Linked DNA regions of Mus musculus: region 1 is linked to region 2. A link is a contact called in public ChIA-PET data. All regions are on one chromosome and are shown on one strand. Each heading gives the region's core, a stretch centred on a gene start, on an enhancer-like site or on the middle of the called end of the contact. The rest is flanking DNA. Distances are from core to core; before and after follow the strand shown.

The links. ChIA-PET counts read pairs in DNA pulled down with a chosen protein or histone mark.
Region 1: an RNA polymerase II ChIA-PET map of memory CD8 T cells shows a contact between it and region 2, with 17 read pairs. The contact joins the promoter of Atp5b here to the promoter of Gdf11 in region 2. A contact is called at or near these places in 1 of 39 promoter capture datasets (pre-B cells), 2 of 115 datasets of contacts at active chromatin or transcription factors (memory CD8 T cells and pancreatic cancer cells) and 1 of 9 other capture datasets (liver).

Annotation. Positions count from the first base shown.
Region 1 is chr10:128,081,109-128,085,828 of GRCm38.p6, reverse strand. It overlaps Atp5b (ATP synthase, H+ transporting mitochondrial F1 complex, beta subunit), which reads right to left and starts at 2,522. Exons shown (of 10, transcript NM_016774.3): 1 at 2,376-2,522; 2 at 1,755-1,937; 3 at 1,358-1,532; 4 at 617-738; 5 at 203-387. The coding sequence starts at 2,502. Snord59a (a small nucleolar RNA gene) reads right to left here and starts at 1,687; the gene lies at 1,613-1,687. Mir677 (microRNA 677) reads right to left here and starts at 543; the gene lies at 466-543.
Region 2 is chr10:128,888,266-128,893,422 of GRCm38.p6, reverse strand. Gdf11 (growth differentiation factor 11) reads left to right here and starts at 1,705. Exons shown (of 3, transcript NM_010272.2): 1 at 1,705-2,176. The coding sequence starts at 1,738.

The DNA.
Region 1 (4,720 bases), core at 1,273-3,772, 810 kb after region 2:
TGTGAGTGGCTTCCATTCTACACCTTTTAAATCAGCTTTCAAATTGGATTACTTACTCATCAAAAAGTCTAGAAATATCTCACACCAGAGAAGTGTACACTGGTATTCTGGAAAATGGTGGTGGGAAGACAACTATTTTGTTTACAGAACCCGGGGCTCATCACATCAAACATAACACATTAGTTTTCTGAATGGAGCTCACCTTGGAAGTGGCATCTTTTAGATTGATAACACCAGATTCAATCATTTCATGGTATAAATCATTGCCCTCACGGGTCCTCTCACCAACACCAGCAAATACAGAGTAACCACCATGGGCTTTGGCGACATTGTTGATTAGCTCCATGATCAGTACTGTCTTTCCAACGCCAGCACCTCCAAAGAGTCCTAGTTTAAGAAGAAATATTTCAGATCTCTGCATTCCCAAATTAAACAGCCTTCAAAAATGTTCAGTTCTGTCCATTTTCCCCTTCTCAGGAACGGCATCTGGCTTCAGCAAATTCAGAAGAACGAAAGTCAGAAGCTAATCATCACTGAAGGCTCAAGCACTCTCAAAAGAAAAAAGGGTCTCCATGCTTTACTGTATTTGGAAAACACGGACCAAAAACCAACGTACCGATTTTCCCACCCTTGGCGTATGGGGCCAGCAGATCCACAACCTTTATCCCAGTCACCAGAATCTCCTGCTCAACACTCATCTCTATGAACTCAGGAGCCTCAGCATGAATAGGAGCAAATCTGTAAGGTTCAGGGAGGAAAGGGTCAGAACCAGGCACCATGCTCAAAAGCCACTGGCCACCACAAACAGTCAAGTCTAATCTTGTTCAAGTTAAGCTGTCACAGAACATCATCTCTCTGCAATAAAAAATATTGTCTCGCCGGGCGTGGTGGCGCACGCCTTTGATCCCAGCACTTGGGAGGCAGAGGCGGGCAGATTTCTGAGTTCGAGGCCAGCCTGGTCTACAGAGTGAGCTCCAGGACAGCCAGGGCTATACAGAGAAACCCTGTCTCGAAAAACCAAAAAAAAAAAGTCTCAAGAACAAATAATCCTCTTTTTTGATATTTTCCTTTTACTGAACTTAATATAACAAAGTTTCTTTATATAACAATAAGAAAATAAAAACCTGTAAATTTTAGAGAATCCATAATGTAACACAGCTTTAAAAAAAGTAACAGGGGGTTCTATGTAGCAAGTTTTCAACAATCCAAACTTCTGTATCTTCATTTTCAATAACTGAATACAACAGAAATGGAAGTAGTACTGTAGGAAAATGTTGCTTTACTACCAGTTATTACCCCATGTGTACAACTGCAAGAAAAGGTTCCCATGTTCACAAATGCAGTGAGAGAAACTTACTGTTTGGTTTTGATAGGACCTCTCTCATCAATAGGTTCTCCAATGACATTCATGATTCTGCCCAAGGTCTCAGGACCAACAGGAATTTTGATTGGTGCCCCTGAATCCAGTACTTTCTGGCCTCTAACCAAGCCTTCAGTGCCATCCATAGCAATAGTTCTGACCGTGCTCTCCCCTGTCAATCAGCATTAACACGTTATAAGCACCAAAACCTAACAGTATGTAATGAAGGGTGATCAAAAGCAAACAGGCCTCCCCTCTCAGCACCTGAGTGTGGCTTCAGCAAACTCAGAAGAACGAAAGTCATTTGGTAAAGTCATCACAGAATGGAGATGGCACGATCTCGTGTTATTTAAGCCTAACAAGCTCTTTCCCACCTCTAAAACGTCCTACTTACCCAAATGCTGGGCCACCTCCAAAACCAGTCTGCTGTCCCTGCCTTGCACTTCCAGGGCATTTAGGATGGGTGGTAATCCCTCATCGAACTGGACGTCCACCACAGCGCCGATGACTGCCACGATTCGCCCGGTGGCAGTGCCTGCCTTCGGGGCCGCAGACGCCTGCGCCGCATAGTCTCTGGCTAGCAGACAAAAAGGTATTGGAAGGCGTTGGTGTTAGGACAGCTTAAGGTCACCCGAATCCCAGATTTATCCCCCGAGGGAAGGTTAGCTGAGCCCAGACTAAGTCTCCTGCAAGATAGGAGGAGGCATGGAGAAGGGCACGCTGCAATCGGGAACCCACCCGCACTGTTTTCCCGACCTCGTGCACAGAACCGCCATTATTCTCGAGTTTGGTATCCCCCTCAAAACCTCAAGGTCGAGGCAGCTGCCGGCCACTCTAGCCTCACAAAATGGGACGCTGCTGGTTATATCAACGCTCCCACGGGCGACTGTCCTTGCACTCCTCGGCTGGACAGTAGTCCGCTGCCCGGGAATCCTTATGGAGAACGGATCCGATAGGCCCAAGCTCAAGGTCACGGGGAGAAGAACCGAACTAGCTCCTCCAGGAAGGCGCTTACCAGGATGAACCCCGGCGGGAGCAGCTCGCAGTAGAAGCTGCGCCTGTGGCAGAGCCGCCGAAGGGCTGAGTCCCCGCAAGGCCCCGGAGGCCGAGGCCGAGGCCACACGCCCCACAAGACTCAACATGGCGGAATCCGGGTGGAGACTGAGCGCCGAAGCGGTCCTCTCCGCCGGTCCTGCAGCTGGGGCGGGGCAACCTCCGCCGTAGGCACAGTAATTGGGTGATTTTGCTGTTCGTCATCACCACTAACGCTTCTATAGGGTAAAAAAACTCGGAGCTTATCAGCTATTGGTCTAAACTGGTGCCAATCTGAAAATTCTCTTTTTTAATTGGAGGAGCCGCCCTCTAAGCCTCGAAACCTAATTGGCCCATGGGAACGTCAGTAGGAGAGGTTTTTGGCGGAACTACGTTGAAATAAAGGGGCGGGGTTCCGTTGAACCTGTGCACTAGGCCGTCTTTGACTGTCCTTGGACCTTGAGTTAGGTGACAGCCGCTAAGGTTGAGTGGCGGCGTCCTGAAAGTCAGGAACCTTCTGTGGCTCCAAAACGTGGGGTTTCCTCGACAGTAGTGAGGGTGGAAGTTTCCAGGCGGCCCAGCAGGTCCGAAACCTGGAGGCTCTTTATCATATAAATCCGTGCAACGAAAGAAACTAAAGCGACCCATCCTTCGACAGACGTTCTGCATCGAGGAGACAAGGTTATTTATTTATAACACTCGAGGGGTAATTTAGAGTCACCTACTTATGTAAAGAATTGCCCTAAGCAGACGTACTGACAGAACCCTGTAATTCCAGAACTTGACAGGTGAAGGCTCAAGATTCCAGGAGCCAACTGAAGCCCCTTGAGACCCTGTCTCAAACACAAAATGAAAGGTCAGAAGTAATAGACCTTTGCTGTGATATGTGTGTGCAGAAATCCGTAAAGTAAAGTAGAAAGGAAGAATACGCTAAGCGAGCCTTTGCCTGAAACCACATTTCTTCGGTTTGGTTGTAGATAAGGCAAAAAAAAAAAAAAAAAAAAAAAAAACGAAATCCGACCCTATAGGGAGATGATGCCAGGTCTCAAAGGACTTTTGAATGAAAGTGGAGGCTGGCCAGAAGTGTGTGTTGCTCTAGGATGGAAAGTCACAGAATCAATGATATCCTTGCCAGCAACAATGGGGATGGGGTGGAGCTCTAACAGGGAAGCCCTTGGTCTTCCTATGAGGATACACAAAGTTGTAGTATTGCACCTTTTTACTTCCTAGCATCCTCCAGTACTTCCCATTTTTCTGCATGATGATGAAAAAAGTTCTCAGTCTGACAGTGGAGAGCTGGCAAAGGCTGTAGCGGGGAACAAAGGAACGCACCCATATCCTCCTCAGCAATTACATGCATGTGTTATTGAAACAGTCTTGCTGTGGTTCAGGCATGCCTTGGACTCAGCCTCCCCATTCTTAAGATAACATCTAATAACCTTGCTAAGTAAGGAAGAGCCCAATGCAGGACAAGATGTTGCACTTCTGTGACACCAGCACTAGAGAGGGGGAGGCAGGAGTTTAAAATCATCCTGGGCTACACAATGAGTTGGAGGCCAGCCTACTGGATAACACTGCGTGGCAATAAGTAAAAAAAAAAATCATAAAATTCAGACAGAAAAGAACCAAAAAGAATGTCAGCATATGATTAGCAAGTAGAAGAAAGAAATATGGGGCTGAAGGGTAATAAGAGGATCGGAGGATGTAATGCAGAGAGTCAAGAGGCTGTCTGGTGAGACGTCTCAGTGGATAAAACCATGCACTGCTCTCACAGAGGACTGGAGCTCAGTTCCCAGTATGCACATTGTGCAGCTGGCAACTGCCTATAATTCCAGGGATCCAACACCATCTCCTGGCCTCTAGAAACACAGCACTCCTGTGCCCTCTGTCCTCACAGGCACCAGGCAAACAATGAATACAGGCAAATCACTGACTTATACAAATCAACATGAATCAAGAATCAGGGTGATAGCCAGGCATGGTAGCACACGCCTTTAATCCTAGCAGATTTCTGAGTTCGAGGCCAGCCTGGTCTACAAAGTGAGTTCCAGGACAGCCAGGGCTATACAGAGAAACCCTGTATAAAACAAAAAGAAAACCAAACAAACAAACAAAAAGAGTCAGGGTGATAGCCAGGCAGCGGTGGTGCACGCCTGTAATCCCAGCACTTGAGAGGCAGAGGCAGGTGGATTTCTGAGTTTGAGGCCAGCTTGGTCTACAAAATGAGTTCCAGGACAGCTAGGACTATACAGAGAAACCCTGTCTCAAAACAAAACAAACAAACAAACAAACAAAAAAACAAAACAACAACAACCCAAACCAAACAAA
Region 2 (5,157 bases), core at 456-2,955:
AACACTGCGCGAGACACTGGAAGAGCAAATCTCAACCCCCTAACATTTTCAGTTTGCCAAGGGATCTTCAGAGACATGGGTCAAGGCATGCTTATACAGAGAGCTCTCTGGAGGCTGAGGCAGGAGGATAACTGAGTTTGAGGCCAGCCTGGGATGCATCTGAGACTCTGTCTCAGAGGATAGAGGAAAAGGAGAAGAAAGGGTTTAGGGGAGGGGAAGAGGGGGAAAAAGAGAAACAGAGACCTGGGAAGAGGGAACCAGCAGTAGTGGCTGAGCACACCTGTACACTGTCTTCCTCGTGTACTGAGCTGTCTGGCTGCGCTTAGGACCACACCTGAAGACCATGGCTGGTCCCATTCCAGAGTGGCTCCCCTTGGGGTTTGCTATCTCCACATTAGACATCTGAGTATAGACCCTGCTCTTACCCTTACGCCTAAAACTTCAAGCTTTCTCAGACATGTAAGACCTTACAAACACAAAGACGTAGCTAGGAACCCAGAGAGAGGGTCCAGATTCCTCGCCAAGCACCACTTTCAAGCCCTACCTCATCCCTCATCTGGCTCTTCCCCTCATGGCTCCCACCCTTTCCAGCCCGATCACGATCACTCTCTTTGTTCTATTAAACCTCAATCTCAAGATCACAGGCCTCCTAGATAGTTTTCTTCCGGGCTCAGTACTTGTCAACTTCTCAGCTTGTCCCTGGCCTCTTCCTCTCCTGACCGCCTTCATCCCTGTGATAAATCAGCCTGATGTTCCATTTTATGGGTTCTTTAAACATCCTGGGCTACCTCTGGTAGCTGAGGCTATTCTTCACATCTCCACCTCTTCCCCTTGGGTGTCTCTTTGCGCTCCAACCAAGGCTGACTTGTGTGTGTTACTTCCTCCCCTGGTCTTTTCTCTGCACCTGCCTCCTCAGGGGTTGCTACCTCCAAGGTATCCCCTGTCTCTGCCTCTCCCTCTTGCGCAGGGTACCATCAGCTCCCTCTGACCCATCCGTTCTCTTGCCCACCTCTCCTGCTCTCTCCTGTTCGACTCCGTAGAATTCGGTTAGCCACCCCTCTTTGCGCTCTACCTTTGTCTTTGACTCTCTCCACTCTTAACTGTCCCACTAGTTTTTCTGGTCGTCTTCAGTCTTCGCTCTTGCTCTCTAGCTAAGTCTCTCCCTTCTGTGACTTCTTTTCTCTCTTTTGTCTCTCCCTCTTCCCTTCCTATCTGGGTATCTTTGGATCTGCCTCTTCCCCCACCCCCAACCCCTACCCACCGCTCCGTCTGTCCCCGATCTCTCTGACTCGGTCCCTCACGGCCTCTCCCCCCCTCCCCCTCATCTTTCGGTCTCTTCATCTTTCTCTGGACCCGTGCTCGCTCGTGTTCTCTCTCTCTCTCTCTCTCTCTCTCTCTCTCTCTCTCTCTCTCTTTTCCTCGGTTCTCTCCGGCTCCCTCTCTCGCCTCGGATGACAGCGCTACCTCTTTTGTTGGCTCCGCAGCCAATCGCGGCCGCTGACGACACGGGGGCCGGGGCTATAAAGGGCCCGGCCCGGGCTTGGGCCCCCCCAGCTGCCCGCCCCGGCCGCCCGCCCGCCCCGCCCGTGCGCCCGCCGCCCCCGGCCCCCGGCCCCCCCTCGGCCGGGCAGCCCCCAATCCCGCGCCGCCCGGACCCCCTCCTCCTCCCTCTTCCCTCCGCCCCCTCCCCGCGGGACTCCGGCGTCCCCGCCCCCCAGTCCTCCCCTCCCCTGCAGCATGGTGCTCGCGGCCCCGCTGCTGCTGGGCTTCCTGCTCCTCGCCCTGGAGCTGCGGCCCCGGGGGGAGGCGGCCGAGGGCCCCGCGGCGGCGGCGGCGGCAGCGGCGGCGGCGGCCGGGGTCGGGGGGGAGCGCTCGAGCCGGCCGGCCCCGTCCGCTCCGCCGGAGCCGGACGGCTGCCCCGTGTGCGTGTGGCGGCAGCACAGCCGCGAGCTGCGCCTAGAGAGCATCAAGTCGCAGATCCTGAGCAAACTGCGGCTCAAGGAGGCGCCCAACATCAGCCGGGAGGTAGTGAAGCAGCTGCTGCCCAAGGCGCCGCCGCTGCAGCAGATCCTGGATCTGCACGACTTCCAAGGCGACGCGCTGCAGCCTGAGGACTTCTTGGAAGAGGACGAGTACCACGCTACCACCGAGACGGTCATAAGCATGGCCCAGGAGAGTAAGTGGGCTGCGGGGTGCGCGCGGTGCGGTGCAGTCCGGGAAGGACCCGGAAGCCCTTTCTGCGAAAACTTGACGGATTGGGGAGCCGGGCCACTCCACACAACTTTTTGAGCGGAGAAGATGGGCAGCGGAGTTGAGTGCACGCCCCGTTCTAGGGTGGGGGGGTGGAGGATGGCGCGTTGGGGGAGGGGGGCCAAACCAGGCAGGTTGTGAGCTATTGCTTTCCATCCCTTGTGAGAAAAAGATTCAAGTTGAAGTAGTCCTAGAAACTGGCACCCTACAGTGACTTTTCTGGAGCGTTAGGTGGGGAGCTTCCGTGACCCGTGCAGTCTCAGCTGGGCCGCAGTGCCATCTTCCCACTGCTCTGGCACCAGCATCAACTCCTTGCCCGGTGCTCCGGAAGGCGCCCACCGGCTTTCGGAAAAACTAAGTGTTCCTCTAAGGCCATGGCATAGGACCCAAACCCGGTGTACGTCTCAGCAACTCAGCTGACACCTCTCCTTTCTGCACCTGATCTCGCACTGGGTATCCCCTAGGACCTAGAAGAGCTGTTCCTTCCTGGTACCGAAAGAGCTCAAATAACTCAACTCCACTGCGCTTGCCACTTAACGAGTATCATTTGGTTACTCTCATCTTAGCGTGCTCACTCCCTGTCCTACCCACAGCTGGAGCCAAAGAAGACCCAGGGAGAAAGAACTAGATGAGGGGGATGGGAGAACCCAGGCATCCGAGCCCCTGGCCAAACGGAGGATGAACACTCTGATAGACAGGAGCGGCTTTGAAATTTTATGGCCTGGAAAATCCAGGCCAATACTACCGCCCCCACTGCCTTCTCTCCCTAGGGTCAGGTGACTCCCTTTCCCCTCCCCCACTGACTGTAGTCCCCCCCCCCCCCAACTCCAGGGAACCAGGCTTTCTCTATTCCCTAGTGGTTTGGCAAGCCCCCCCTCCTTTGGTTTTATGGCTCTGAACAGAAGGGGGGGCTGGTTTATTGGCAGATGGGTCATAAAAAGCTGGGGGTTGCGGGAAATCCTAGTGGCCCACCCCCATGGTAGAGGTACAGGAACCCAGGTGTGCATTTGGAAGGTTGAGAGCCTGGCACTTGCCACCCAGTTTCTGCAGAATTCAACTCCAACTTGGTTAGGATTGTAAAGAAAACTCAGAGTCAGGAAACTCTCTCTCTCTCTCTCTCTCTCTCTCTCTCTCTCTCTCTCTCTCTCTCTCTCTCTCTCTCTCTCTCGTGTGTATGTGTATGTGTATGTGTGTGAGTGTGTGTGTGTGTGTGTGTGTGTGTGTGTGTGCACAGAGATCTGATCTTGGGTTCTCAGGCTCCCTTGTTCTTATTGCTTCTACTTTTGGAAACCAGGGTCAGTCTTTGATTGACTAAGGGCAGGGATAGGGAAAAGATTCTAGAAAACAGTTGTAGGGAAATAATGAATGACAAAATTTTCTGGAAGATGCAGGATATATAGAGAAAAGATACTCTGCTCTGTGTGATGTAAAGTGTGTATTTCCAGGGTGAGTGACCCAGCTGCAGGCTTCCCATTGCCTTCACTATCCCTAGCCTCCTGTAACCAGAAGGCTTGAGTCCAGAATTAACTCTGGTAGTGGAGAGCAGCAGGAAGTGAAGGGACTCTGAATGCACAAATTGGGCAGTAGCCATTAAGCCTGGGGGTGGGATTGTACCAGTAGATGAAGTTGGGTCTCACCCTGACTTCCATTTTAGTGCCACTCCAGGACTTAGGTAACCCAGGAACTGGGTTTCAAACCAGGTATTGTACTTCCCCTTTAAGAGTCTAGCTGCGACCTTAAGAGAGGGAGGGGGAGTAGAGGGGAGGGGAGGGAGAGAGGAGAGGGGGGAAAAGGAAAAAGAGACTTTTATAGTCTAATCCCCAGGGACCCGCTTTAATAAGAGACTTGTGCTCTGCTAATCGGGGGAGGTGTTTGTCAGCAGAGATGGCCTCTGCTCCCCTCCCCCTGCCTCCCCTCCCCCAGCCAACCCCGGACCCCAGCCCCCACCTTTCCTAGGCTGTTCGGCCTGCCCTAGTTCCCTCTACCCTCTCACTCTCCCACCCCAGCCTTCATCCCTGGGAACCCAGCCCCCTGCTCTTCTAGGAGCCAAGCCCTGCCCCTCAGTTTGTCTCTCCTGTGCACGCTAAGAGGCCCCTGCCCTCTCGCCCAACCTCCTGCCCCTGGGCCATCCAGCCTGAGTTGGGAGAGGGTGTGTGGTGGGGTGGAGGCTGTAGGCAGAGAGGGGGTTGGGCCTTTGCTGAAAATAGTGCAGTGACCTCTCTCCCCCACCAGCACCGCCTCCTAAACCTGACCTGCTGCCTGCCACCAACCAAATCAATCCAACACAGATGTGGCCCCTTCCCCTCCCCACCAGAGCTCCATAGCTTTACCTGCTTCTTTGTTCCTTCTTCTGCACCTTTCCATCTCTTCTTTACCCCACGAGGGTCCCACCTTTGCCCTCTTACCTTACCCACTCCAGTCCAGTCTACCCAGTGTTTCCATTTCCCAAACATTTGCTCCCATTACTGTGATCTACTTGTTCCGTTCCTCTGCTGGTCTTGGTCTAACCTGTCTTCATTCTGTCTCTTCATTCTTATCTTATCATCTTCAACCTCTTCCTTTCCTTACATCTTGTCCCCTAGAAACATGACTGCAGATACACAGATGTATATGTGGATTCCCTGGGGCAGCAGTAGAGGAACCCTTGTCCGAAGGAAGCAGACTTAAGAAGGATATCCCATGACCCTGTCTCAGCCTTAAGTGGGATGTTTAGTTTATAAAATGAACATTTATTGGGAAACTATTATTATTTTTCATGTTATTTAATGCACAGAATTATTTGTATGTCCCTCAGAAGTATAGTGGCTAAGGTTAAGTACCAGGCAACAACCCAGGCACATGGTTAAACCTTTCATTGTTGCCAGAAGAGTCTGGGAAGAACCTGCCATTCAACATGTATTCACTGCT